6 separate regions of the Mus musculus genome follow, and regions 1, 2, 3, 4 and 6 are each linked to region 5. The links are chromatin contacts, called in public HiChIP or PLAC-seq and promoter capture Hi-C maps. All regions are on one chromosome and are shown on one strand. The core of a region is the stretch at or near the end of the contact, and the rest is flanking DNA. Distances in the headings are between cores, read along the strand shown. Region 1 holds the start of Wipi2 (WD repeat domain, phosphoinositide interacting 2). Region 2 overlaps Ccz1 (CCZ1 vacuolar protein trafficking and biogenesis associated). Region 3 holds the start of 2900089D17Rik (a long non-coding RNA gene). Region 4 holds the start of Ccz1 (CCZ1 vacuolar protein trafficking and biogenesis associated). Region 5 holds the start of Kdelr2 (KDEL (Lys-Asp-Glu-Leu) endoplasmic reticulum protein retention receptor 2). Region 6 holds the start of Baiap2l1 (BAI1-associated protein 2-like 1).

Evidence for each region. Promoter capture Hi-C pulls out the DNA fragments that hold promoters and counts their contacts. HiChIP or PLAC-seq counts read pairs in DNA pulled down with a chosen protein or histone mark. Capture Hi-C pulls out chosen DNA fragments and counts their contacts.
Region 1: a promoter capture Hi-C map of adipose tissue shows a contact between it and region 5. The contact joins the promoter of Wipi2 here to the promoter of Kdelr2 in region 5. A contact is called at or near these places in 1 of 39 promoter capture datasets (liver) and 2 of 9 other capture datasets (adipose tissue and liver).
Region 2: an H3K27ac HiChIP or PLAC-seq map of microglia shows a contact between it and region 5, with 4 times the contacts expected there. The contact joins the enhancer-like site here to the promoter of Kdelr2 in region 5. A contact is called at or near these places in 8 of 39 promoter capture datasets (the 3T3-L1 cell line, 3T3-L1-derived adipocytes, the C10 cell line and 5 more), 1 of 484 Hi-C or Micro-C datasets (bone marrow-derived macrophages), 4 of 115 datasets of contacts at active chromatin or transcription factors (the SCID.adh cell line, embryonic stem cells, fetal liver and 1 more) and 1 of 9 other capture datasets (embryonic stem cells).
Region 3: a contact with region 5 is called in a promoter capture Hi-C map of liver, with 2.6 times the contacts expected there. The contact joins the promoter of 2900089D17Rik here to the promoter of Kdelr2 in region 5. A contact is called at or near these places in 2 of 39 promoter capture datasets (both in liver) and 1 of 9 other capture datasets (liver).
Region 4: a contact with region 5 is called in a promoter capture Hi-C map of erythroid cells, with 4 times the contacts expected there. The contact joins the promoter of Ccz1 here to the promoter of Kdelr2 in region 5. A contact is called at or near these places in 1 of 39 promoter capture datasets (erythroid cells), 2 of 115 datasets of contacts at active chromatin or transcription factors (the SCID.adh cell line and memory CD8 T cells) and 3 of 9 other capture datasets (adipose tissue, embryonic stem cells and liver).
Region 6: a promoter capture Hi-C map of hippocampal neurons shows a contact between it and region 5, with 2.1 times the contacts expected there. The contact joins the promoter of Baiap2l1 here to the promoter of Kdelr2 in region 5. A contact is called at or near these places in 3 of 39 promoter capture datasets (hippocampal neurons, liver and pre-B cells).

Annotation. Positions count from the first base shown.
Region 1 is chr5:142,627,698-142,631,933 of GRCm38.p6, reverse strand. It overlaps Wipi2 (WD repeat domain, phosphoinositide interacting 2), which reads right to left and starts at 2,350. Exons shown (of 12, transcript NM_178398.4): 1 at 2,102-2,350. The coding sequence starts at 2,175.
Region 2 is chr5:143,987,176-143,991,722 of GRCm38.p6, reverse strand. Ccz1 (CCZ1 vacuolar protein trafficking and biogenesis associated) reads left to right here. Exons shown (of 15, transcript NM_177682.3): 13 at 93-251; 14 at 958-1,085; 15 at 3,474-3,814. The coding sequence ends at 3,529. Among named protein-coding and RNA genes, the nearest start is that of Gm17135, 8.5 kb to the right of the region's middle. Within about 2 kb of position 1,457, at least 53 of the 459 cell types and tissues checked have an H3K27ac peak or open chromatin away from gene starts, as enhancers often do. A contact at or near this core is called in bone marrow-derived macrophages and microglia, where this site is marked.
Region 3 is chr5:144,254,772-144,259,179 of GRCm38.p6, reverse strand. 2900089D17Rik (a long non-coding RNA gene) reads left to right here and starts at 3,025. Exons shown (of 3, transcript XR_868683.3): 1 at 3,025-3,101. It overlaps Bri3 (brain protein I3), which reads right to left and starts at 3,955. Exons shown (of 3, transcript NM_018772.4): 1 at 3,661-3,955; 2 at 3,268-3,370. The coding sequence starts at 3,802. Gm38675 (a long non-coding RNA gene) reads right to left here and starts at 699. Exons shown (of 2, transcript XR_868679.3): 1 at 612-699.
Region 4 is chr5:144,013,277-144,017,795 of GRCm38.p6, reverse strand. Ccz1 (CCZ1 vacuolar protein trafficking and biogenesis associated) reads left to right here and starts at 2,943. Exons shown (of 15, transcript NM_177682.3): 1 at 2,943-3,097. The coding sequence starts at 2,984. Gm24311 (a small nuclear RNA gene) reads right to left here and starts at 3,798; the gene lies at 3,695-3,798. It overlaps Gm33427 (a long non-coding RNA gene), which reads right to left and starts at 2,637. Exons shown (of 2, transcript XR_377194.2): 1 at 1,820-2,637; 2 at 635-1,101.
Region 5 is chr5:143,401,992-143,406,004 of GRCm38.p6, reverse strand. It overlaps Kdelr2 (KDEL (Lys-Asp-Glu-Leu) endoplasmic reticulum protein retention receptor 2), which reads right to left and starts at 2,185. Exons shown (of 5, transcript NM_025841.4): 1 at 1,953-2,185. The coding sequence starts at 2,043. It overlaps Gm20635 (a long non-coding RNA gene), which reads left to right and starts at 2,263. Exons shown (of 3, transcript XR_868670.2): 1 at 2,263-2,396.
Region 6 is chr5:144,355,471-144,359,504 of GRCm38.p6, reverse strand. Baiap2l1 (BAI1-associated protein 2-like 1) reads left to right here and starts at 1,393. Exons shown (of 14, transcript NM_025833.3): 1 at 1,393-1,714. The coding sequence starts at 1,664. Dmrt1i (Dmrt1 interacting ncRNA) reads right to left here and starts at 1,582. Exons shown (of 2, transcript NR_102374.1): 1 at 1,461-1,582.

The DNA of each region.
Region 1 (4,236 bases), core at 1,101-3,600, 770 kb after region 5:
TAGGAGGCAGAGGCAGGCGGATTTCTGAGTTTGAGGCCAGCCTGGTCTACAAAGTGAGTTCCAGGACAGCCAGGGCTACACAGAGAAACCCTGTCTGGAAAAAACAAAAAAACAAAAAACAAACAAAAAAATTCTGGCTGGGCATGGTGGCACACACCTGCAATTCCATCACTTGGAAGGTGCTAGAGGATCGGGAATTCAAGGCTAGCAGGACATTGGCTTTTGGGGGGCATGGGGGGAGACACAGGGTTCCTCTGTGTAGCCCTGGCTGTCCTGGAACTCCAGAGCTCTGTAGACCAGGCTGGCCTTGGATTCCGAGATCCTCCTGCCTCTGCCTCCCAGTACTGGACTCAAGGTGCCTGTCACCAAGCCTGTGTTCTCGTGTGCTCTAAGTCATGGCACTGCACTGAACTCCCTGCATAGCTCGAACCTACAATTCCTTCCAACGTAGGTTTCTAGATCTCTTTGGCAAGTCAAAAAATGACACAAGTCTTGTTTTTAAATACTAACTTCATAACCTAGTGGGTTCAGGGCTGAGGGAGGGGTGTCTCAAAATAAGTAAGTAATATTAGAATTTCCTAGTGATCCTCAAACCCTGATGGTTCAGAGGCCAAATCACTACTGGTTAGAAATGCTTTCCTCCCACCTGCATGGAGCCTGCTTACTCACTAGGCAAATTGCAACAGGTTGTCCCTGTAGCCTTTGTTGTGCTGGCTTTAGGACACGACACAATTTTTAGCAGCCTGAACGTGTGAGAGGTACACACCTGCCAGTGTGCATACACTTGTGTGGAGGTCAGTTGTTTAGGCCAGGTGTCTCCCTCTTTATTTACCAAAGTAGGGTCTCTTCCCTGAACCCCAGAGCTCACTGACCCTGCTCATCTAACTAGCCAGGGATCTGCTGGGATTATAGACAGCTGCCTAGCTTTTCTATGGGTGCTGGGATCCCAACTCTGGGCCTCAGAGTTGTGTGACAAGTGCTTTATCCACTGAACCAGCTCTCCAGTGCCCAGGTCCACTATTACTTCTGGACTCAGTGTCTTTAGCATTCTGTTCTAATGTAGAAAAGACCCAGTGTGTTACAACGGAAAGAACACCAGGAGAGCAACCTCAGGGGATGAGAACCCAAGCCTGCCCCATCCCACTATTAGCCAACTTTAAGATCCTGACAGACTCTAGCCCTTTCTGAACTTCACAGTCTCATTTGTGGCTGGTCCCAATTTCAGGACAGCACCTCCTTCTTGAGCTCGTCTAAAGGTCCAACTGAGCACCTGTTGCACCTCCCTCCACACAGGTACTTGCCATTCTCCAATCTAACTTTTAAGTGAGGAAAAACAAAAGCCTCAGTCCCTGCCTTGCTAATGCTATTGTGCCAGTAGCGACCAACTACTTAGTGTGATGCCAAGTGACCCATTCCTCCTCCTCTTACATCACTTCCTCTTACTCACTTCCCAAGATGGCTCTTCTCCCTTCCAGTCCCATAACTCATCCATCCTTCATCAGAAACCTCATCTATTACCTACCTTCCAGGTATGCCAACGAGGCAGCCTTGAAGAACCAGATGGGGAACTACAGGAGTTCAGTCCGGTAAAACAGTGGACCGGTACGAAGGTTCTTTTTTACCCCAGGAATAGCCCACCTCACCCCCTTTTGAAGCTCCCAGACCCCTTGAGGATAAAGTCTCAGATCGAAGGCCTGGATTACTACTGCCGTTTGGTCCTTTTTTGGAGGAGACCAAAGTTACTTGCCAGAAAGGTCGGCAGAGAAGAAATAAGCAAACAGAAAAAGAAAAGCCATGAAAAGCGACAGAAGCAGTGAGGATACAGATGTATAGAAAGGGGGAGGCGGGCGATGCCCAGGATGGCCGCAAAACCGAGTCCGGGTGACAGGCGCAAACCGGCGTGCACAGTTCCTTCCTAACTTTGCGAAAGGCCAGGTCTCAGGACAGGTGGATGGGGGCACCCCGAGTTCCATCACCTCCCCCGGCCCAGGAGGCAGCAGCGCTCGAGCGGCCGCGCGGGCTCAGCACGCCCCCCGCCCATACCCCTCAACCTGACCAGCCCTGGTCTCTGCCCCGGCCCCGCGTCCGCGCCCGGCCTTACGTGTTATCCTGGTTGAAGTTGGCGAACAGCAGCTGGCCGGCGCCGGCCTCTCCGCTCTGGCTCGCCAGGTTCATGGCTGCGAGCGCGCGACGGCCTCGGACCCCCCTTGGCGGGAGCGCGCGCAGCTCGACTCGGGCGGCCCGCGGGAGCACGCTACACTCAGGATCGACGTCCGGTCCGGCAGGTCGCCCCGCTCGCCGCCTCTCGCTGCGCGGGGACCAACTGCCGCCTCATCCCGTCCCCACTCTTGTTTATGCTCCAGAGCCGGGACGGGCTGCGCGCTTGCGCGGTCCCGCCCACCCTCGCGTCGCACGGCGGCGTTCCGCGCAGGCCCGCTGCGTAGGCCCCGCCTCTTCGCCGCAGGCATCCGCGGGTGTTTCCGGTCGACTGCGCATGCATAAAGGTGCGCTGGTGGGTGCGCCTGCGCGTGGCGGAGAGTGGGCGGGGGCTTGCTGTCTGAGAACGGCGAGTTACCTCGTTGGTCCTGAGTCGTTGATCATTGTTCTAGGAACTTTGGCGCACCGCGTTGCTCGAAGAGAATGTCGCACGTCCGTTTTGCAGATTTGAAAAGCGAGGCGCAGAACTGCAAACGATTTGCCAAATGTTGGGTCTGAGACTGGAAAGGCGCGTGCGGTCACGGTCCTTGGGACAGGATTCTACTTTAAATGTATTGGTCCGTGCAACAGTCTATGGGAAGCACCTTTCTCTCCTTCCCGCTGCTTCCCTTCTTTCCTTTCTCTTCTTCCCTTCAAGGAGATAGAAATGTTCTGGTGGCGAAGGTCCTGGAGAAGAGAGAGACTTGTTCTGTGCTGTTAGAACTGAACCTCTAGGCAAGAGGCTGGTAGTTCCCAAGAGCAGTGTGCTGTCCTTGAGGACAGTTAAGCGGGGAGCAAAGTCGAACTTTGTTAGTACAGCCAGAGGGGCAAAGATGGCAAAGTTGTTGAGGAAAAGATGGCGCACACTTTCCCACCCTTCCTGTTTCGTGTTTTTGTTTTGTTTGTTGTCTTTGGATCGGGGCTCATCTATCTTAGGCTAGCTTTGGACTCTGTAGCTGAGGTTGACCTTGAATTCCCGGTCTTCCTGCCTTTACCTCTTAAAAGATTATGGAGCTGCACCACCACGCTTGTTTAAAGTAGCCTTTAAAATGGTTTGCTTTAGCCTTTGGAGACCTTGGCTCTTCTGGAACTCACCATCTTAATCTTCAATGCATAGAAATATACTGCCCTCGGCCATCTGCCCTCCGTCCTCTGCCCTCTGGTGCTGGAATTAAATGTGCTACGATTCCCAGCTTTTCTTTTTTTTTTTTTTAATGAATTCTTTAAGAATTTCATGCAAAGCATTTTGATCATATTCAACCTCACCACCACCCAGATCCACTCTTCTTCCCTACCCACCCAACTTTATGTCTTTTTTTTTTTCAGTCTTTCTTTTTTAAACCCACCAATTCCATTTTGTGTTGCCTATATAGTTTTGGATATGGTCTTCCACTGGAAGACCTATCGGAGATCATACATACCCTTGAAGGAAATTGATTCCCCGTTCCCAGCAGCTACCAGTTAACAACAGCTTAGCTAGGTGTGAGGCTTCATGCCCATCTCTCTTATACATACATCTTGCCTGGCTTAGCTTGCACAGGTCTGGTATATTCCACTGTGAGTTCATGTGTGTAGCTGCCCTGCTAGTCCAGAAAACACCATTTCCTTGACAGTATCCAGTGCCTCTGGCTCTTATAGTCTTTCAGACTCTTCTACAGTGGTCCTTGATCACTGGGAGGAGGGGTGTGGTATCTGTGGCTCACTTTTGGCTAGTTGTGGGCCTCTGTGTCAATAACCATCTTCTGCAAATAGAAGCTTTTCTGATGAGAGCTGAGAGATGCATTTCTCTATGGATGTAACAATAAGGGGTCACTTAAATACTATGTCTATTCAGCAGACTAGTGGTGGTAGGGCCTCCCCTAAGGTCTGTGTCCCACCTGCCCACAGGTTCTCGGCCTTGACAATGGTTCTGGATATGGGTTTCATTTTGTGGACCAGGCCTTAAATCCAATTACTATTATTGGCACAAGGAAAGACTTTCTGAACAGGACCCCAGTAACTTAGGCATTAAGACTAACAATTAATAAACGGAATCTCAGG
Region 2 (4,547 bases), core at 208-2,707, 590 kb before region 5:
TTGAGATTGCCATTCTGCACTCTCACCCGTGCCTGTGTGCTTGGGATAACTGTTCTTTCAGTGGTCGTCATCTCAATGTCATGTCTGCACAGGTCTGAAAAGGAGCCCCAGTTTAAGTTCATCTACTTCAACCACATGAATTTAGCAGAGAAAAGTACAATTCACATGAGGAAAACGCCCAGTGTGTCACTCACATCCGTCCACCCAGATCTAATGAAGATATTAGGGGACATCAACAGTGACTTTACCAGGTAATCCCAGCGACTTCTCAAAGCGGATGTTGCCTTTCTGAGAATAGATTTAAAGGAGTTATACGTATGTATATTTATATTTATCTTATTTGTTTGTTTACATGGGATTCACTGTATAACCTAGTAGTACTTAAACTCAAGATCTCTCTGCCTCAGCCTTCTCAGGGCTGGGATTATAGACATATGCCTGCATGCCTAGCTAAATAATTACCTTTAAACCAAGTGACCCAGAGCCCTTGAGAAGAGACTGCTTCCACATCACACAAGGTTGCCTTTCATACGTGACTACTTAACTATTTATAACTACAACTTAGTGTCGTTTCTTTCTTTCTTTTTAAGATTTATTTACTTTATGTATATGAGTACACAGTAGCTGTACAGATGGTTGTGAGCCACCATGTGGTTGCTGGGAATTAAACTTGGCTTCTGCTTGCTCCAGCCCTAAGATTTATTTATTGTTATATGTAAGTACACTGTAGCTGTCTTCAGACACTCCAGAAGAGGGCGTCAGATCTCATTACAGATGGTTGTGAGCCACCATGTGGTTGCTGAGAATTGAACTCAGTACCTTCGGAAGAGCAGTCAGTGCTCTTAACCACTGAGCCATCTCTCCAGCCCCTTAGTACCATTTCTTGTTTTGAATTCTTTTTCTCTTCCCAGTCTAGCTGTGTACATAAAAGCATCCCACTCTGAAACTTTGTTACAGAGCAGATGAAGATGAAGAAATCATTGTGAAGGCCATGAGCGACTACTGGGTTGTTGGGAAGAAGTCTGACCAGCGGGAGCTGTACGTGATTCTCAGTCAGAAGAATGCGAACCTGATCGAGGTCAATGGTAAGGGGGCCTGGGACCTCAGGAGAACTTTAACCACGGATACTTCAAATAATCTTTCCCTGGGTTAAGAAACTATAGAAGCTGCACATTGTGGTCATACCTATAATTCCAGCTGAGGCAGGAGGATCAGGAGTTTACGTCCATCCTCAGCTACAGAGTGAGTTTGAACTCAGCCTGGACTACAGGAGACCCTATCTCAAAAAAAAGTAAATATGGCCTGAGAAGTGGCCTAGTGGGTACAGGAGCGTGCTGCCAAGCTTGGTGACACACAGAATGTCCTCAGACCTCATGCATGCATACTGTATCCCTCCATACACACACGTGCACACACAAGGAAATAGGAAGTTCTTTAAAAGGGAAGTAACTTGGTGAGCTGCAGCAGTGGCTCCGGGTTAAGACGTTGGCTTAGTTCCAGCTCCCACACAGTGGCCCGCAGGCAGCCGTAGCCCCGTTCTCACGGATCCAATACCTCGTCTGTCCTCTGACAGCATCGGGCACACGTGGTGATAGACATACATGCTGACAAAAGATAGTCACATAAAATAAACATTAGAAAGCAAAAAAACAGGGACTGCAGAGACAGCTCCAGAGGCTCAGGGTCTCTGCTGCTCTTACAGGGACTCAAGTTTGGTCTACACATGGGGCAGCTCATAACTGCCCCAGAAATCAAACAAACAGAAGCTCCTGGCCTTGGATCCCAGCTTTTCAAGAGGCAAGAGGATGAGAACTTCAAAGTCTGCCTGGGCTATTAATGGAGTCTCTACCTTGAATAAATGGTGGGGGGGAAATGAGATGGGTGTCAGGGGTCTGTGAGGGATGTAGCCCACTGCTACACCCGCCGAGCATGAGTGAGGGCCTAACTCAGCCTCCAGTGCAAACAGAAACCAGAACACAACTCCTAAGATCCAAGCAGATGCTTCTATTCTGTGTATTTCGGGTTTAAAGAAAACTTTATTTCATGCATATGGGTATTTTACCAGCATTTATGTCTGTGTCCCACCCACTTGTGCCTGGTCCCTGAGGAAGCCAGAAGGAGCTGCAGTTACTGACAGTTGTAGGCTGTCCTGTGGGTGCCGAGAACCAAATGGGGTCTTCTGTAAGAATAGCAGGTGCTCCTAGCCACTGAGCTGTGTCTCCAGTCCCCCATTAAATGCTTTTATTTCTCCTGTGGGGTGGGAAACTTAACAGTGCCTAAAAGAAAAGTGTTTTCTAAAGTGCTACAAAAAGAAAAATCAGCAAACAAGGCATGGCTGCCCACTGTACAAATGTCCTTTTATAGCTGCCCACTGTACAAATGTCCTTTTATAGCTGCCCACTGTACAAATGTCCTTTTATAGATCCTGTGATGAGAACCCTCCAGGCTGCCAGGTTCACAGGGCACTTCCAGCTGTCACCATCTGCACATGGGCAGAAGAATGCAGTTTTTTTCTGCCTTCCCATCAGGGCGGGGTTGGTCTCCTTTCTGGACAGTGTGATCTAGCAGCTGCTTTATGGGTCTTAATGAATGTTGTCCTGGAGAAAAGATCGCATTGTCCTCATGGGATTGGGCTTCGCCACTGCTCTCTGTGGCATGACACTAACGGCAGGCAGGGGACAAATCCTACCAAGCTCATCATAAGTGACATAGAGGATCTTAACATCTGTTCTTTTGTTGGTTTGTTTTGGGCTTTTGTTTTGTGTTTTTGAGACAAGAGCTTCCATCTGGCTGGCCTGAAAGTTGCTATGTAGGCCAGTCCAACCTTGAACTTACAGCCATTGTCCCACGGTTTCCTAACGTTGTGATTACAGGCAGCCTCACTGTGCCCAGCATTAGGACATTTCAGGTCTTCATTTGCATTAGTATTTGGGTGCATGCAGAGATAAAATGGGAGTTTAAAGGGGTGGGCATGGAGCTCAGTGGTATAGCATTTGCCTGGCATACTCAAGGCCCTGGGCTCTCTACTTAGCACCACAGAAATTAAAATAGGTGGATTTGATGGATCAACTAATCCAAGGTGATTATCTCTGGAAAACCCTTGATCGACATCTCAAGACTGTGGCCAGGGTTTTTGTACATCCATCCCGTCAGCTTCTCAGGAGCATTGCACTTCTAGTGCTGACCCACGAGGATCTCAGGCTCTCCGCAAACCAGTTCTTTTAGAACCAAAACAGTGGTACCCTAGTGTGTTGGGAAACATGGAGGTCTCAGGAGTTTGTGAGCTGTTTCTCTGACTGCCTTCTCTGTTGGTTATTACTGCGTCCTCTTCTTAAGAGAAAGTCAAAATTAATGCAGACATTTACTTATTTCCTACCTTTATCCCCATAGAACTGAAGGCACTGATCATAGCATGCAGCCCTCAAGGGCAGAAGCTATGCTCCTTGACACACTGTTTTCTGTTCTTTCTGCAGAAGAGGTGAAGAAACTGTGTGCCACGCAGTTCAACAACATCTTCTTCTTGGATTGACTCCACTGGCTCAGCAGAACATCTTTAAAAACCTCAACAACCTTTGTGTTTACCATTACAACTTACTGGTCATGCTAGTGACTGGGTTAGGGACACAGTAAAGCAATACCTGCTTGGAAAACCACATTTCTACTTGGTCTGATGATTCCCTGAGGTTTCTAGATGTTAAATATTTATGTGAAATTAATTAAATGTAGTCAGCTGAATACCATTCCATTCTGCTGACATTGTATGGGTATTTTACTGGGAAATAAGACTAATAAATTGTTAAAGTTTTTAAAAATACTGGTTTCCTGTTGAGTCCTGTGTTGCTGGCTGTTTTGACTGCACTGGCCAGTAGGGCTCATAACTCCAGGTCAGGGGCCAGGCCAGGCCAGGCTCAGAGGACTTGGATCCAGTTCTCACCGCCTTCGTCAGGCTACTCACAGTCTCCTGTAGCCCAGGCCAGGTTCTAAGGCAGTGGTTCTCCAGCTGCCTAATGCCGGGATACTGTGCTCACCCCCAGCCAGAGCAGGATTTTATTGCTACTGTTACATGAACCATACTGTAAATATCTGATATGCAGCCCCTGAGGAAGGCTGGGTCCACCCTGAAGGGGTCCTGACCCTGTAGCAGGTTGAGAGCCACTGCTCTCGGGGTCTGATGCTCCTTTTGTTCTCCCCGGGCACCTGGACTCAGGTGTACACACGTGCACACACACATACATACAATTAAGATGTAGTTTAAATAAGCTTGGCCAGTGGGAAGTGGCACTATTAGGAGGTGAGGTTTTGTAAGGGGGGGGGGGTGTCACTGTGGAGGTGGGGCTTTGAGGTCTCTTTGAATGCCCAGGTCTGGCCTGTGTGATACAGACCTTCCTCCTGGCTGCCTGTGGAAGAGCCTCATCCTGGCTGCCTTCATATCACAATGTAGAAGTCTCAGCTCCTCCTGTGCCAGGCCTGCCTGGATACTGCCATGCTTTCCACCTTGATGATAATGGACTGAACCTCTGAACGGTAAGCCAGCCCCAACTAAATGT
Region 3 (4,408 bases), core at 1,776-4,275, 850 kb before region 5:
CCAGAGAGCATCTCCATAGAACAGAGAGCTCCACTCTCATGTGGGCAGTTCACAGGGACCAAACTCGAAATATCCTGTCACTTGGGCACAGATCTCAAAGGCAAAACTGTCAGGCATAGCCTCAAGTGTTCACAGTGGGGGAAAGAGGGCAAGGGCATGTGCCCTCCAGCTCCAAGCCTCAGCTTTGTACCACACTGCCAGAGCTGGGAGACCAACTGGGCTTCCCTCAGGTTGCATGCCTTGACCAGCACACAGCCAGGACACCAGCCTCCACCTCCTGCCAGGCGTGGTCAGCTCCTTCACCCCCTTCCTCAGCCACAGTCAGGGCAGAGCAGCCCTTCCCCCACCCACCATTTCTTCGAAGCCTAAAGCTGCCACTGCCCCATCTTCCCCTGACCCTCCTCAGCAGGCCCACAGGGGCTTTCCTAAACAGCCTTCACAGCAGCTACCCAGTGCAGCACCCAGACCCCACCCTCCCACCTTTCTCCCTAGTCTCTCTGGTCACCTCCGAAACTAAGAAACTAAATCCGCAGTAACAAAAACAAACAGCCCAGGCAGTGCACGAGGAACCTGTGCCTGGCAGGCTCTGTACTCACAGCCATGCCACTCACCCTGTGCATGCACATTCCACGGGTGACCTGTGCTCCCTCCGGGGGCACGGCCTCACCTGCCCTGCATCTAGGGACAACCCACAGCCGCTGGAATGCACACACCCGCCTCAGAGACCCAGGACCTTCACGGACACAGGACTGCTGGAGGTGGGGCACGGAAGCCTGGGGGGCCTGAGAGAAGCCCCATCCACTGGGGGTGAGAGAACTGCTTCTTGCAAATGTCTATAAAAGGAACCGGAGTCAGGCTGCTTAACTCCGACTCAGACAGAATGGCAACGTGACAAGCGACACCGGCCTCTTATGCCAAGTCTCACTCAGAGGGAATCACAGACGTGTGACTTGGACAAATTCCTGCCAAGCCACTAGGGAAAGACAGGACAGGGCCCGGCAGGCCACATCTGGAAGGGAGAAAGCTTAGTCACATGAGAAGTGTCCTCTCTTTCAGACCTAACATACCAGGCAGGGGAGGGCTCAGATGTTTACAGGGGAACACCTTTGCCCCAACCCCAAAAACAGACACACTCTTTCCCTAAACCAAAGGCAAAGCTGGCCCCCCTCCTGTGCTGCTCTCCTGGAGAGGGAGCCCCCCCACCCCCCAACATCCTGCATGCCTGCTTTTGTACTGATCAGCCTTGAAAAGCCAGGGGCTAGCAGCAGAGGGCACTGTGAACACACCTGCAGGGATCCAGGTGTGCATAACAGCCTGGGGGGGTGGGGGGGGTGAAGAGTGGTCACTACTTCAAGGATCAGGTACCCTCAAACCTGTCCTCGGAGGACCCAGGTTCCTTAATACTGGACGCCTCCATCCACAGGCTGCAACACAAGAGCCCAAGACCTTCCTGTGAGGGCAGTGGCACAGCCTGACCTTGTCCCAGATTCTACAGGACTGAAGAGCCCATGAGCAGAAGCCACAAGCCTACAAAACAACTCACTTCCCAGGGAAAGTCTCAGAGAAAGTGTTCTCCACCAGCAGCAGTCCAGACTGCAGTGGGACACTCCACAGTCTAGGATTTTGACTGCCTTGGCCCCAGACTATAGCAGCCATACTGCCCTGCTGTCCGTCCCCCCACACCCCAACCCCCAAGTTCAGGGGTCTGGTCCAAGAAGAGCCTCATGGGAACACTCCTGTCCACTGGGGGAGAGGAAAAAAAACAGAAACAAACCCAGCTGACTGTGGTAGGGCCAGGATCTGGTTGCTGGAACAAGCAGACATGAAATCCTAGTGAGCCCCCTGCACTGCTATGCCTCTCCCCACCTTCCTGCCTGCTTGCCACCTACCCCTATGAGACCTCTCCTTAAATCTGAGAGTTCAGCTAATATTTGTCCCATCCTCAGGGCTCTGAGAATTCCCATGCAGGGACTAGCCTCAAGGCCACACAGGAAGTCTCCCACCTCCATACAACTAACCCCCTTCTGTTCCCAGTGGCTCTCTCTCTGCACAGGAGACCCTATACTAATCCCCTTGGCTCAACAAGCTAGGACCACCTCCCAGTCTATGCTCCCTCTTTGGTGTGCCTCAAGCCCTCAGGTGGAAAGCTTGCAGAGAGAGAGGCGGCCAGCAAGACCAAGCTATCAGAGAGCCACCCCATCTACAGCTAGAGGAAGCAGCTGAGTCCCACTCCTCTCCCCTGCACCAGCTCCAAAAGCCAAGTCACTTGGGTCCCTGAAGGAGGACTCTAACTAACTGGCCTTCAGCCTTCTTCCCCCAAGCACATGATCAACCGAGGGTCCAGTGTCTTCCACCCTCAGTCATCTCTTGTGAGGCCACTCGCAAGTTTCCAAAATCATTAACTTCCTTATGGCTCCACTCTGCGCCTCTGACACACACTTTTGAAACGAAAGCTAAGTCCAAACAAGGGTTTCTTAATTCCATCTCAGAGACTTGGAACTTCCCCCTGCCAGACAAAGGCTGAAACCCTGCCCTGCACGAGCTGTACCTGGCCCATCCCCGGGTGAGTGGCCAAGTCCAACTTGGAAGCCGAATCCTCAAAGCCTGCCTAGAATGAGCCTGGCTGCATCTCTCACCTTCCATAAAGTCCCCACAAAGTTTCTGTCAGCTCCAGTTTGAGGGTAAAACAGCCACAACAACAAAACCACTCCAGCCCGGAACAAAGAAGCACGGGGTTTCCTCCTGGGCCAGCTAGTGGCCAGGAGTTGTTAAGCCCTGGTCGTCATTCTGCACCCTCACAGCCTTTGCTCTCTGCTGGCCACTTGGATCTCCTAAGTCCTTTGGCATACTGGCCTGCGGACTCAAGTCCCAATATCTCCTTAGTACTGGACACACTTGCGGAAACTGGAGGAAAAAAACCTAACAAAACAAACCCTGATTCGCTGCGGATCTCCAGTACTAGGGAGGAAAGACCATCAGTCTCCATTGTTAACATTCCTGCGTCCCACGCACTCCGGGTGCCATGCCTCCCAAATGCACTCAACTCCCCACAGAAAAGGGAACCCATCCTTCTGCCGCATAAAGTAAATTCAGAGCCAGGGGTGAGTGACCCCACCTTCTCCCACTGCAGTCCCTCCCCTGCGGGACTTCCCTCTGAGACAGGAGCCGGGCTGTGACCCCACCCCATCCCACCCCCGCTGGCCTTTTGCAAGATTCCGGCACGTGCGTTCTCCGCCGCCACCCCCCACCCCCAGGCTAGAGACTTACCTGCAGACCGGGCAGCCTCCGACCACGACGATGGAGTTGGCAGGATACCGGGTGACCGTTCGACTGTGGATGTTATAGACCCGGGGGTGGCTGGTGGGGATCCCTGTGGGAGCGGAGTGCTGATCAGCCCCGGGCGACTCGGCCCTCCTCCTCTCCTCCCTCCCTCCCCCTTAGCCCCCGTCCTCCCCGCCTCCAACGGGGCTGAGCGCGCCTGCGGGTGGGCTCTAGAAGCCAAGTGTGAACCCTCCGACACTAAGTTCACGGCCACCGGGGCAGGGCCTGGCCGGGCAGGGCGCTCCGGGTAGCAGCTGCCCCCCCGGCAGGCCCGCGCCGGGGACAGCGCGGTGCTTGGCCCGGAGGCCGTTCGGGGACCCCGAAGAGCTGCGGGCCCACCTGTGACGAGGTAGGGGTAGGGCGGCGGCGGGGGCGCGGTGGGGATGGCCCCGTAGCCGTGCGGGCCGCACGCGTAGTCGCCCTGGCCGGCCTCCAGGTTGTAGGCGGGCGGGCGCTCCTGCAACAGGGGCTTGTGGTCCATCGCGGCCCCCGGGGCCGCGCGCCCGCCAGCTCCGGCCCGGCTCGCTTCCTTCGGCCCGGCGGGGATGGCGGCGGTAGCGGCGACGGCGGTGTCCCGGGCAGCTCGGCCCAGTGAGGCGCGCGCCGGGCGGGGCGGGCGCGCCAAGGGTTCCCCGCCCTCCCGCCGGTCACAAGATCGGGGTCACGTGGGCGGGGCGGGGCGGGGCTGTGGGCGGGGTTTGGGCGAGGGCGTCTTAAAGACGCCTCAGCGGCTGCCGCTGGCGGGGTGTTGTCCTCGTTCAGTCCCGCCCCACAATGGATCTTGGACTTCCAGAGAAGTTCTGACTCCCGGCCACGGCCGGAGACCCAACAAGATCCTGGCCTCCTTTAGCTTTTGCTTTTTTTCTAAAAATAATAATAATAATGTTTGTTACAATTATTTGGGGGGAGGGTGTGTTTATATGAGTGGGCACGCATTTGGAAGCCAGAGAATAAATAACTTTCGAGAGTGGGTTCCTGCTTTCCACCATATGGGTCCTGAGATAGATTGGTTGACAGATTCTGCAGCAGGCGCCTCCACCGTTTTTCTGTGTTTGTTTGTTTGTTTTGGACCTAGGCTCATGTAGCC
Region 4 (4,519 bases), core at 1,694-4,193, 610 kb before region 5:
TGTGTGTGTGTGCGCGCGTGTGTGTAGGTCAGGAATCAATGTTGGGTGTGTCTCTCACTTGAACTAGGGCTGATAAGGCTAGGCAGGCTGGCTGGCCAGCAAGTCCGTCCATCTCTGGATCCTCAGTGCTGGGGGCAAAGGCCCACAATGCTTTGCTCAACTTTCTGCTTGGGTGCTGGGGATCTGAACTCAGGCCCTCATGCTTGTACAGCAAACACTTTACCTATTGAGTCATCTCTCCACTCCCAATGGTATCATACTTTAAAAAAAAGATTTATTTATTATTATATGTAAGTACACTGTAGCTGTCTTCAGATGCACCAGAAGAGGGTGTCAGATCTCGTTTACTGATGGTTGTGAGCCACCATGTGGCCGCTGGGATTTGAACTCAGGATCTTCAGAAGAGCAGTCGGTGCTCTTAACCACTGAGCCATCTCTCCAGCCCGGTATCATACTTTTAAACCAATGTCCACACTTACCATGTTCTGGGGCTCTCTTACACTACTACTGCCTATACACTAAACATATTAGTGAAACAAAACAAAACAAAACAAAACCCAAAGCTATAACAAATAACAAGCCCCAGGCAAACAAACAATCCCAAATACTCTTCATATATATTCTTCAAACTTGGTTTTAGGAAATTAATTTCACAGTCTTTATTTAGGAGGAGGAATAATTGAAACAAGCAATCAGGGACCAGGGAGCTGGCTAACTGGGTAAAAGCGTTTGCTGTGCAGTTAGAGGCAGGAGAATCTCGGAGAGCTTGTGAGAGACTAGCCTGCTGTACGCATCAGGAAAACAATGGAGATCCTCCTCAGATGAGATGGAAGAAGGTTGTCCTCTGACCTCCATACACATACTGTGGCATGGACACTTACTGATACACTCTCACACACACTTGCATGTCTTGTATAAATTTGTTTCTCACATTTCTCCTCAGTTTTGACTTTCTTGTAGTTTTCTGGACTGAGGGAAAACTTTAAATGTAGCAACTCCAGGACCAACACAGGAAGACTCTAGCCAGTCTATCAGCCAGAGGAGTCACCATGAATACAAAGAGCTTTGTTTTCATGCTAGACTTGACTATTTCCACCAGCTCTGCAAATGACCAACAAAATATGTTCTCAGCATGGAGTGGAATATTGTGACTTTAAAATGAAGGTCTAGATTGCAATATGTTTTCCATAACTGAAAAACTAAGTCTCTTTTTATTTTCGTCTTGCTTGTTTATAAAATAAGGCTGCAACACTGGCTTTAATTTGAACTATTTTTTTTTTAAATCTAACTACAGTCTTAGCTTGTAGCTTGGTGAAGTAGTTTGGGATTAAATGGACTTGACACTAAAGCCAGCTTTGTGGGTGGCTTAATGGTTGAGTCTGGTGGTGCACATTGGAAATCCCAGAATTTGGAAGTCAAAACATCAGGATCAGGAATTCAAGGCCATTCCTGACTACATATCGATCCTGAAGCCAGGCTATGTGAGACCCTGATTTATTTGCTTATAGGAACAACAAAACTGTTTTTGAGACAGGGACTCATTCTGTAGCTCAGACTATCTTATAGCTGGTAATGCACCTGTTTCAACACCCTGAGCGCCTGTGCCCCCATGCCTAGAGAACCTATAGATTTTCAAAATAGTTCTTTCTGTATCAAAATGAAAATGAAGCACGTATGGGAAACACTTGTCGATTTGCATGCTTACATAGTTCTGTGTAGCAACTACAGTTTAGTGTTGCGTAAACGACTGCTCACGAATCCAATTTCAAGCAAAAACCTACCCCGTATCTCTTCTGTAACGGCTAGGGTATAGGATTACCTCACAAACACTTTAGAAGACAGATGAAATCTGAATCGACAGGATATTTTCCACTAGGCCTGTTGATTTATTCACTGAGAAGACTATAGATTTACAGGTTTTCACTTGTTCCAAGAAAATCAGCTTTGTTGGTGATAGGGTAGATTAAAAAAAAAAGGATTGATTTATTTTATACGTATATGTGTGCTTGCATGAATTTATGTGTGCCACATTTGAGCAAGTGCCCACAGAGGCCAAAAGAGGCATCAGATGCCCTGCAGCTGGAGTTATTGGCCATTATGAGCTGGAACTAAATCCAGGTCCTTAGTGAAAGCAGCCAGTGCTCTTAATTGTAGAACCATCTCTCCAGTTCTGTGGCAAGGTAAATTTGGACATTTTTGCTTTTGCTTATAGTCCATTGCTTATAATTGATGTAAGTAAAAGTGCTATATATTCGAGGTTGACCTTGACTTATGATCCTCCTGCCTCCACCACACCAGGGCGTGCCAGCCACACCCAGTTTATGTGGTGCTGAAGGGGAGAAGCAATTTCAACAAGTTGTCCTCTGACCTTCATACACGTGCCAGGACATCCCCCTCCCTGGAGGACAAATAAATAAATGTAAAACAACAACAACAACAACAACAACAACAACAACAACAAAACCAAAAACCAACCAACAACAGATGTAAACTGGCTACCTTCAAGAAAAATGTGTTCCCCTAAACGTTTTTTCACACTTAAAAAATACCGTATCCATGACGCCTTTAATGCCAGCACCCAGGAGGCTGAGGCATGAGGATCTCTGTGAGTTAGAGGCCAACCTGGTGTACATAGTGAACCCCTATCCAAACAAACAAACAAACAAACAAACAAAAGAAAAGAAACAACACCCCCCCCACCCCAATCCATTGTTACATTTCTCTTGAAATTCGTGGTCTTCGCCTTTAGCCATGACAGCCAGCTGAGAGCTGATATAATTGAAAACACTCCAGCCCAATAAACACGAGGGAACTGGTTCCACACGGACCTATCAGAGAGGGACTGGGCACTGCAGGTTTTTCTTCTGGGTCAGTTTCGAGCTCTTCCGGGCCGCCGGCTAGCGAGGCGGAAGTGCGGTGTTCCCTAAGGCTGCTGCCTCGGAGCGGGCGGAGGGGAGCCTCCCGAAACGGGGGCCGGGCCGGGATGGCGGCAGCCGCGGCCGGGCCGGGTGCTTGGGCGGCCCAGGAGAAGCAGTTCCCGCCAGCGCTGCTGAGCTTCTTCATCTACAACCCCCGTTTCGGGCCGCGCGAGGGAGAGGTAAGCCGAAGGGGCCGCGAGCCTGCTCCGTGCCCGGCCCCTGATGCCGCAGCCCGTCCTGGCAACGGAGGTCCCAGGTTAATCCCTCCGCCCGGCTTGAAAGTCTTTCCCATCGCGTCAGGTCTGGGCAATTAAGATCGAACTTGACTCCTCTCTTGGAATCTTCGATTGCAAAGGTGGAGCCAGATTGGTAGGACAGAGCTCCCAAAAGAGGGAAAATGAAACAAAACTAAAAACTTGGAGGCGCTTCACAAAGTTAATTTTTTCTTTTTTCTTGTTTTCCCCAAAATTGATGTTTTGTTTTCTGGAAATGTTACTGTTACTTTATTTTTCCTTCCGGCTAACTAAAATCTCATTGTGTTTTAACACATTTCTATCCACTAAACTGTTTGGTTGATATCTATGCTGGTTCCAGCTTGTGGCTAATGTCATTAATGTAGCAATAAAGATTTATGTGCAAGCATTTCTGTGATGGTAGGAGTTAAGAGTGCTTTAGGTGTATATTCAGGTATCATAGTCGAACTCTAGTAGAATCATTCTATCTAGGGTAAACATTAGAATGAAATAGTTTTTCACTGTGTCTAGGATAAACGTTGGAAAAAAATGGAACGCTTCACGAATTTGAGTGTCATCCTTGCACAGGGGCCATGCTAATCTCTGTATCATTCCAATTTTAGTATATGTGCTGCCGAAGGGAGCACCCAAAATCGAAGTTATAAGCGTTTTTTTTTACTCCGAGTTGACAGTGGCAACTTCCTCAAAACATGCCTAGAACTGTGTTTTGTTGCAAGCAGATCAAAGCCCTATTTAGGGGCTGGTGAGATGGCTCAGTGGGTAAGAGCACCCGACTGCTCTTCTGAAGGTCCGAAGTTCAAATCCCAGCAACCACATGGTGGCTCACAACCACCCGTAATGAGATCTGATGCCCTCTTCTGGTGTGTCTGAAGACAGCTACAGTGTACTTACATATAATAAATAAATAAATAAATAAATAAATAAATAAGTACTTACATATAATAAATAAATAAATAAATAAATAAATAAATCTTAAAAAAAAAAAGCCCTATTTAGAGGCTGTCAGCCCAAGTGCTCCCGAACCAACTTGGTGCAATTGTGGATCCTGTATTCTTGTACACGCGCACACCTGCATCTTCCTTGTGAGGGTTTCTGACACATGGGAAGAAATCTGAGACTTTCATCTTGTCCTACTGATGAGATGTGATTTGGTGAATATCACAATTACCTCTTACACTGATGGCTTGCAGTAGTTACAAAATCACAATGAATTTTGTTTTTTGGAGGTGCTTTTTGTTTTTTGTTTTTTCCCATCAATACAGGGTTTCTCTGTGTAGCCCTGGCTGTCCTGGAACTCACTCTGTAGACCAGGCTGGCCTCCAACTCAGAGACTCTCCTATCTCTGCC
Region 5 (4,013 bases), core at 936-3,435:
AGCCACTAAGGGTACTGCTCTTGCAAAGGACCTGAGTTCAGTTTCAGCACACTAGGCAACTCATAACTGTCTGTGACTCCAGATCCAGGGGAGTATGATGTCTTTTTCTGGTCTCCACAGGAACCAGCACTCACACAATTAAAAATAAAATATATCTTGACTTGGCAGAAGAACATAAGAAAGAAGACAAAGAGACTTAGAGGTTTAGAAAGACAGCTAAAGACTAAAAGTAGCACCCAAATCCAACAGCAAACGTGACAGAACCACTGGCATCAAATGTGCAAACTCAAACTGCTCAGGCCGAAACAAAGGTTAATTGGAAATTCCAAATTCATTACTGCTTATGCGTCAATCCTGGCTTCATCGAAAGCCTGCTAACCTGCCTAAGACTCGGTTCCCTCATCCAGTCCGGGGACCGTTGACATGGTTATTTTAAGTACTGCCTGAGAGGAGCGCTATAACACTCAGCTGACTACTTAATGCACACCTATCGCAACTGAAGCAATTAATTGACTGTCATTCTGAATCCCACACTGGGCTCCCAGTTCACCTCCCAGTCAGATCCCCTGGTTCAGTACAAGGACTTTGTGACGTCCACTTCGATCGGGCAAAGGTCTTTTGGGTTGTGCTTACTTCCTGGATCTCAACTATGTTCCAGGGAGAGATGAGACCTTCAGAGAGCAGAGTCAAAGGGGCGGTGCTACTTTAGATGAGGTGTTATTAATAAACCAGATAGGTGGCGTCTCCATCACCCAGGGCCTTTAGGACTTCTATTTTCTGCTGTCTCTGAAAAAAATTAAATTTGAGTTTACAAAGTTATTTCATTTGGGGACATAGCATTAAGGACAGTATTTTAAGAATATATTTATTTAATCAATCAATTAATTAATGGGTTTTTGGGGAGCAGGGGGTGTTTTTGGAGACAGGACCAGCATGTAGTCCATTCTCATTTTGAATTCCTGAACCTCAGGTTACCACCTCTCGAGTGCTGGGATTACAGGCAAGCACCATCACACTCACCAAGAACTTATCTAAAACTTGTAAGATTCCTAATATTTAACGAAAGGCAGAAGTCCACAGCTATTATGTGAGGAAAGTTCACTCTACTGCCTCTCTGCAATGTAGTTTGAGGGAGGTACAGCGCCAACTCAATGGTGACGTGGAGCAAGGATACTAGCCGAGAACAGAGGCCTCTGTGGTACCCAGCGCTGGCAGTTTAAGAGAACCAGTTATTAGACGGCCACACTCAAGGATGAAAAACTAGCTTGCTTCTCAGAGTAACATGAAAACTATGCCAAGCAACTCACTTAAAAGATCCACATCTCTTTTTATGACGCATGAGATCCCGAACCCCAAGGCTTGAGTTGTAGCCTCATCAACTGTAAGCACAGGCCAGACCTGACACCATCCTGCCCCCACATCCCATCCTCTGCTTGTCCTTGAAGATAACAGAATGAATAGCAGGATGCCCCTCTTCCTCCAGCCAGCCCCACCTTCGCGGGTGGCCTGGCTGCCACGTCAGGCCCAGCTAGTCTGTGGTCCTATCCATCCTCCTCGAGCAAGTCTCCCATTGATTCCTGGGGACTCAGAGGCGCCCCCCAAAAGTCCCATGGAGAGGGACACGCCCACTAGAGCCCCACAGATCCCGTGCTAAACTTTTCAGATGCAGCAGGACGCGGGGGCAGTTACGCCAGCGCTCGCTGAGCCAGGACGGATCAAGTTCGCGAGCGGACCAAGCGCAGAACTGGGGGGCCCAGAGCTGCGACGGACACCCCAGCCCGTGTGCACACTCGGAGGGGTTTCGTTGCCCGCCGAGCAGGCCGAGATGGGTGTGTCTGGCCATCGCAAGCCCGGCACAAAGCCTCCGGAACGACCGAGAGCCGAATGGGTCGGTCGAATGGGCCAAACGCGCGCGCTCCTGCCCCGCGCGCCTCGCCCCGGCGGCCGCTCACCAGCACAGGAGCGCGTCTTCCAGATCTTCAGCAGTAGGATGACGATGGCCGCCAGGTGGGACAGGTCCCCAGTCAGCCGGAAGATGTTCATGGCGGCGGCGGTCGGCGCGGCACAGCGGCACCGGAGCTAGGCAGCGACTCGGGACGCGGCGACAGCAGCCCCGGAGAGAGGAAGCGGCGAAAGATGGCGGGAGCGGGCGCGACGTGGCCAGGGACGTGGCCGAACTGCCGTCGCGCGCGCGGGGCAGCCTGGGAGAGCGGGCGACCGCTGGGGCCACGCCCCCGCCACGCCCCTTAAAGGCCCAGCGTCGGTGAGCAGCCGGACTTTACATCCCGCGTGGACGGTCAACTGAGGACCCAGAGTCCTCCGCAATTTCCGTCTCCAGGGTTTCCGCCTAGGTGCCAGCGATTTCCTTCTCTAAGTTTTTGAAATGCCACTCAGTTGTGAGTATTGTCTTGTTTTTTTTTCCATTCCCTACTAAGATAGCAGAAATACCTATCTCAGAGGCATTGCGAGGGTAGAAAGCAAGATTAAAATTTCTGTGATTAAGAACTCCAGCTTCTCTTGTATAGGACCGAAGTTCGATGCCCAGCTCCTAACCTCGGGGAGCTTACATCACCTTTAACACCAACTCCAGGGAATTCATTGCTTCTGGCCTTTGAGAGCACCTGCACGCCCATGCACACACCCACACACAAACTAACACACACATTTTAAATAATAATAAAAATAAGTCATAAGAAATCTGTCAAAATCTATTAATTTTTATTTAAAATTACATTAAAATTTTGTATTAGGGATGGAGAGCTGGCCCAGTGGATAAGAGCAATTGCTGTTCTTCTAATAGACCTGATTTCGAGTCCCAGCACCCACAACTGCAGACTCACAACAGCCTGGAACTCCAGTTCTATCTGACACCTCTCACCTCTGAGGGTGCCTTCATGTGTGTGCGCGCGCACACACACACACACACACACACACACCCCTGAAACAATAAAAATAAAAATAAAAATTTATTTGTGGACTGTGTGGGCACATCCAGTCAGGCCCAGTTCTCTCCTTCCATCTTGTTGGTTCCTGGGACTAGGCTCAAATCTCCAGGCTTGGTGACAAGCCCCTTTAGCCGCTGAGCAACCCCACCACTTCTTTTTCTTTCCTCTCCCTCCTCTTCCTCTTCTTTCTTTTTGCTTTTATATGTCTGTTCACACGTGTGTGTGCACATGTGTAGGCTGTGAGGCCAGCTATTTCTAGGACCTTCTAGATCCTGTTACACCTTATATATTGAAGCAAGGCATCACACTTGAACCCAGAGCTTGCTGATTTGGCTAGTCTAGCAGGCCAGCTTGCCGAAGGGATCCCCTGTCTCTATCTCCCAGGCTTCAACACAGCCTAGCATTTATGTGGGTGCTGGAGATCTGGGCTGTGTTTCTCGCAGACATGTGTCAGCAATCTTTCTGGATTTACAGTGTTTCTTGTTTGCCATTTAAGAAGAAACTTGGAGGCTTAAATGATGGAGCAGGGTGGGAAGATGGGGCTGAAGCACTAACCCATGCGTCATGGGTTACCTTGGAGATGGCTCAGTTAATAAAGCAGTCACTAGCCATACATGAGGTCTGGAGTTCAATCCCCAGCCCCCGATTAGCCAGCTCCTTACTATTAATGTTAACGACTTAATTTTTAAGTTATTAAATAAATAACTTAAATTAGCAAAGATGTTGGGGCTGGGGCCTTCATGTGCAGCCCTGGCTGCCTGAGCGAGAGAACTATCTGACAGACAGACAGACAGGCTCTACTTACACTAGCACCAGAAGTCCACAGAGAGCTTAAGAAAGCCACATAATGCTGGGCGGTTGTAGCACATGTCTTTAATTCCTGCATTCAGAAGGCAGAGTCAGGTGGATCTCTGAGTTCAAGGCCAGCCTGTTTTATAGACTTGAGTTCTAGTACAGCCAGGGCTACATAGAGAAACCCTATCTCAAAGGGCTGGGGAGATGGGGTGGGGAGATGGCTATTGGACATGTGTGTGTGTGTGTGTGTGTGTGTGTGTGTGTGTGTTTATT
Region 6 (4,034 bases), core at 144-2,643, 950 kb before region 5:
CACAGACATCCTAGACGCCTCAGCCGACCTGGGGGCTGAGGAAATGGGTCAGTTTGTAAAGTGCCTGTGGTGCGAACATTGGGACCTGGGTTCCATCTGCGGAACCCATGTGAAAAGCTACATACAGTAGATATGCTCTTGTACTCCCAGTGCTGGGAATTTGGGAGACAGGTGGATTCATGGGGCTTGTGGAGACTTGATAGCCATCAGTCTATCCTTTTTAGCTACTTCAGTAAGAGACTCTGTCTCCAAGATATATATAGTAGATATCGGCTGAGGAATGACGCCCAAGGTTGACTTCTTGTAACACACACACACACACACACACACACAGAGGAAATTTTTAGACAGTCTTGTGATTTACATAGTTGTAAAGCATGGGATTTTAAACTTATTCTTAATGTTCTGTTATTCCAGTAATCAGATCTTGGCGTTAGTTACTTTTTTTGGCACCCCGGAACTTTCAAAATTGTGGGTGGCTCCATCCATGAGAAACCATGCCCCGTGGACCTTCAATCAGGGAAACCGATTCGTAGGAGGTATGTGGAAGTTACTCAAAGGCAGAGAGCTTAGAGGATTCACCTGCGGAGGATGTGAGCCTCGAGCTTTCAGAGCCAGCACCTTGTGGCGGACACTAGACCAAAGACCTAGAAGCCCAAAGGTCCAGGTCCTGTTCTAAAAGACACCACAGTGTAGGGGCTTGGCTGGAACTCTGGGAGGGCCGGGAGAGGGCGAACAGAGGTATTACCTCCACTGCCAAGCCTTAGGCGAGATGGCCTGGTCCACTGGGTCCAGCCACCTCGCCTTGTACTGCTCCAGCCTCGCCCACCAGGCTGCTCAGCCACGCCCACACGAGGAAGACTCTCCCATTCCCTTGCCTGCCTCAGCTGGGGCTGTCTAAACCACGCCATCCTCGCTTCAGCACCGCCCATCGGTCTGCTAGACCGCGCCCACCGGCTCAACTCTGCGGTGCCACTCTGGCGGACACAGCTAGGGCGACTTCGTTCACTCCGTCCCTTCTTGTTTCGGCCACGCCCATCCGCCATCTAGGCCACGCCCATCAGTCCATTTCAGGTGGGGGGAGTAAGGGCGCGTCCCCTCCCCTTGGCTTCTCCCTCTTGTTGGCCTCTCAGACCCCACCCCCGCTCCACGTCTCAGCTGGGGCCAATCAGTCCGGCGCGCTGGCCGGGCTTCTGCTCCGCTTAGCAAGCCCCTAGGCCACGCCCACCTAGCGCAACAAGTCTCTTCCAGGTTCCCCCGGTTGCCCCAAAAGATCGACCCTCCCACCAGGCTGTCTCCGCGCGAGGCCGCCCCGCCCACTCTAGAGTACTCAGCCTAGGCCCCGCCCACCTCAGGTGGGGCTGCCCCGCCCTCTGGCCGTACGGCCCCGCCCACTCCGCCCGCCTCAGGTGGGGCTGCCCGTCCCTTTGCTCGTCCCAGCCTTGGCAGGCTACGTCTACCTCGCAGCTCCTTACAGACCGAAGCGCCGCAAAGTTTTGACATTTTGGCAGCAGAGACGCGCACTGACTCTCTCCCGCTGACAGCTGTGGCGGCGGCCGACTCTCAAGGACCACTCAGTCTCAAGTCCTAGGCGCTCCCGCCGCCCGGCGGCCACGAGGCCCCGCCGCGTCCTCCCGCGCTCGCCCTCCCGGAGGCTGCAGCCATGTCTCGGGGGCCGGAGGAGGTGAACCGGCTCACGGAGAACACGTACCGGGTAAGTGTGGGACTTTGCGGAGCTCGAGACGGGAGACCGGGGGGATCCGGGACTCTGTGGTTCCAGGCTGAGGGCGGAGGCTGGGAGGCCCGGAGACTTGGGAACTCCAGGGTTCGAGGCCAGGAACGTGAGCCCGGACAAGCAGCTGACCATTGTCGCCAGCGGGGTCGGTCGAGATTCTTTTTCGCTTTTGAGATAAAGTGGGGACTTTACATGATAAGGGCCTCCCCTTCCCCCTTGGACCCTTGGAGACTCCCAGGGACCCCACATTTCCCGTGTTGGGGGAAGGGGATTGGAGACGTGGACGACAATCCGCGGGGTCCCCGAGAGGTTCTTATCCTCCCCCAACTTCTCTTTGTGGTCAGTGACTGCGCTGGTCTGACCGCTGGGGCTAACCCCTCCCCAGATCCAAAAGAGAGAGAGAAAAGAGACAAGCTCGAGTTTCCTCGGAGAAAAGAAAGAATGTAGGGGAGAAACTCCTCCGTAATTAGGAATCCATCGCCAGGTGAGCCTGGCTCCCTCGGCTCAGGGAATTTTCTAGGCTGCCAGGGAATCTGCTCCTGGGAAGACTTGAAACGCCTTCGCCCTCTTGGACTCTTTCATACAGTAGCTTTTAAGTTCGATTTGGCTTTTGATTACTTTTTGTTTAGCGTTTTGACAGTTTTATACATCTATATACAATTATTATGAGCATGTTCGCCCGCAGTTGGACTGTTTCTACGTTCATGATTTGGGGAGGTTATTGGAGTCAGAGAGCACTGAGATTTTAATAAGAATTGACTTAAGCTGACAGAACGTGTGGTGATTGGTCGCTTAACTGGCATGTTATGTGAGAGAATTTTTCCAGAAACAGACATGGGATTAGTGGCCAGTTTAGTAAGTTTAAGTACTTATAAATGAATTCCATTTGAAATGAGATATCCGTTTAATCATCTGCTATTAATAGAATACAAAACAACTTTTGTTTTAATTCCACTTAGGTCCACTGAACCCCTGAGATTTAAAGTTCTCTAAATTTACTTGTAGTCATGATTAAAACCCACTCTTTGGTCATTTCTCTAGATTCTTTTTTCACCCACTCTTTGGTCATTTCTCTAGTTTTTTTTTTTTCACCCCTAAAATTGAGTTTCTAGATTTGCAAGGTCTTAGTTCCTGAAATCAGAATTTATTGAGTTGCTGGAAAATCATTTTAAAGCAGCATGAAAATATTTTCAGAATTCATTGTGGCTCCAAATCATATCCACCCCTCCATGTGTGCACTATAACATTTATTCTAGATAGACAAAGTAGACTGTATTATTATGATTTTGAAGGTTCACAACTGTGACCAAAACCTGTTCCTATTAGTGTGCTTCCTTAATTAAATGATAATTTTTAGAAATGCCAGAAATTTGAATGTTTAAAGCCTTGTATTTGGATTGGCATTGTTCAGACTTAAATGATGTGAAGCCGGTAGAACTGGGGTGTGGGGTGTCGACAGAGTATGGAAGTAAAATGCCCTAGCGTGGGGGAGACAAGATACTCAGATGAATACTCAGTCAAGGAAAAACCATAACTGAGGAATGTGGGTTATTTATTGTAGTCTGTGCGTGGAATCCGAGCATCTGCTGCAGTGGAAAACACAGGCACAGTTAAGTTTCTCAAACACAATTGATTGTTTATCTTGCTGGTCTGGAAAGAAAATGTCAACTTTAGACAAGCAATCAGATGCCCTGAGCAAACTGTTCTTTTTCTCACTTCTGACTGAGAAACCTTTGGTTGGTGTGGGCAGGCAGATTACAGTACCACAAAAATGAACCACCTTGGCCTGTCTTTCTACCCACAGAGCTGGAGTAAGAGGAAGACTGTTGATTTTGTTGGTTTGGTTGTTGTTGACTGTTGATTTTGTTGTTTTGGTTATCCGCATTGGTAGACGTAAGGCATAGTTAGTCCTTTTGGGGATGTTTTGTTTTCTGACAGGGTCTCACTATGTAGCCCTGATTGGCCTGGAATTTGATATGTAGACCCGGTTGACCTCAGATTCAGAAGTTCACCTTCCTCTGCCCCCTCCCAAGGGCTGAGGTTAAAGCACTACAACTCCTAGCTATTTAGTTGTTGTTGTTGTTGTTTATTTGTTTGTTTGTTTTTTTCCTTATTCTTTTTTTAAAGACACTCTTGTATATGTAGTCTAGGCTAGCTTTCCTATGAACTCGCTATGTATCCCAGGCTGGTCTCAGCCTCCCCAATGCTGGGGTTGGAAGTGTGCACCGCCATACTGGCTCATTTTCAGTTTTGAAAGGTTGTAATAGATTGAAGATCAGAAACCAGTGTGTTATTGGTT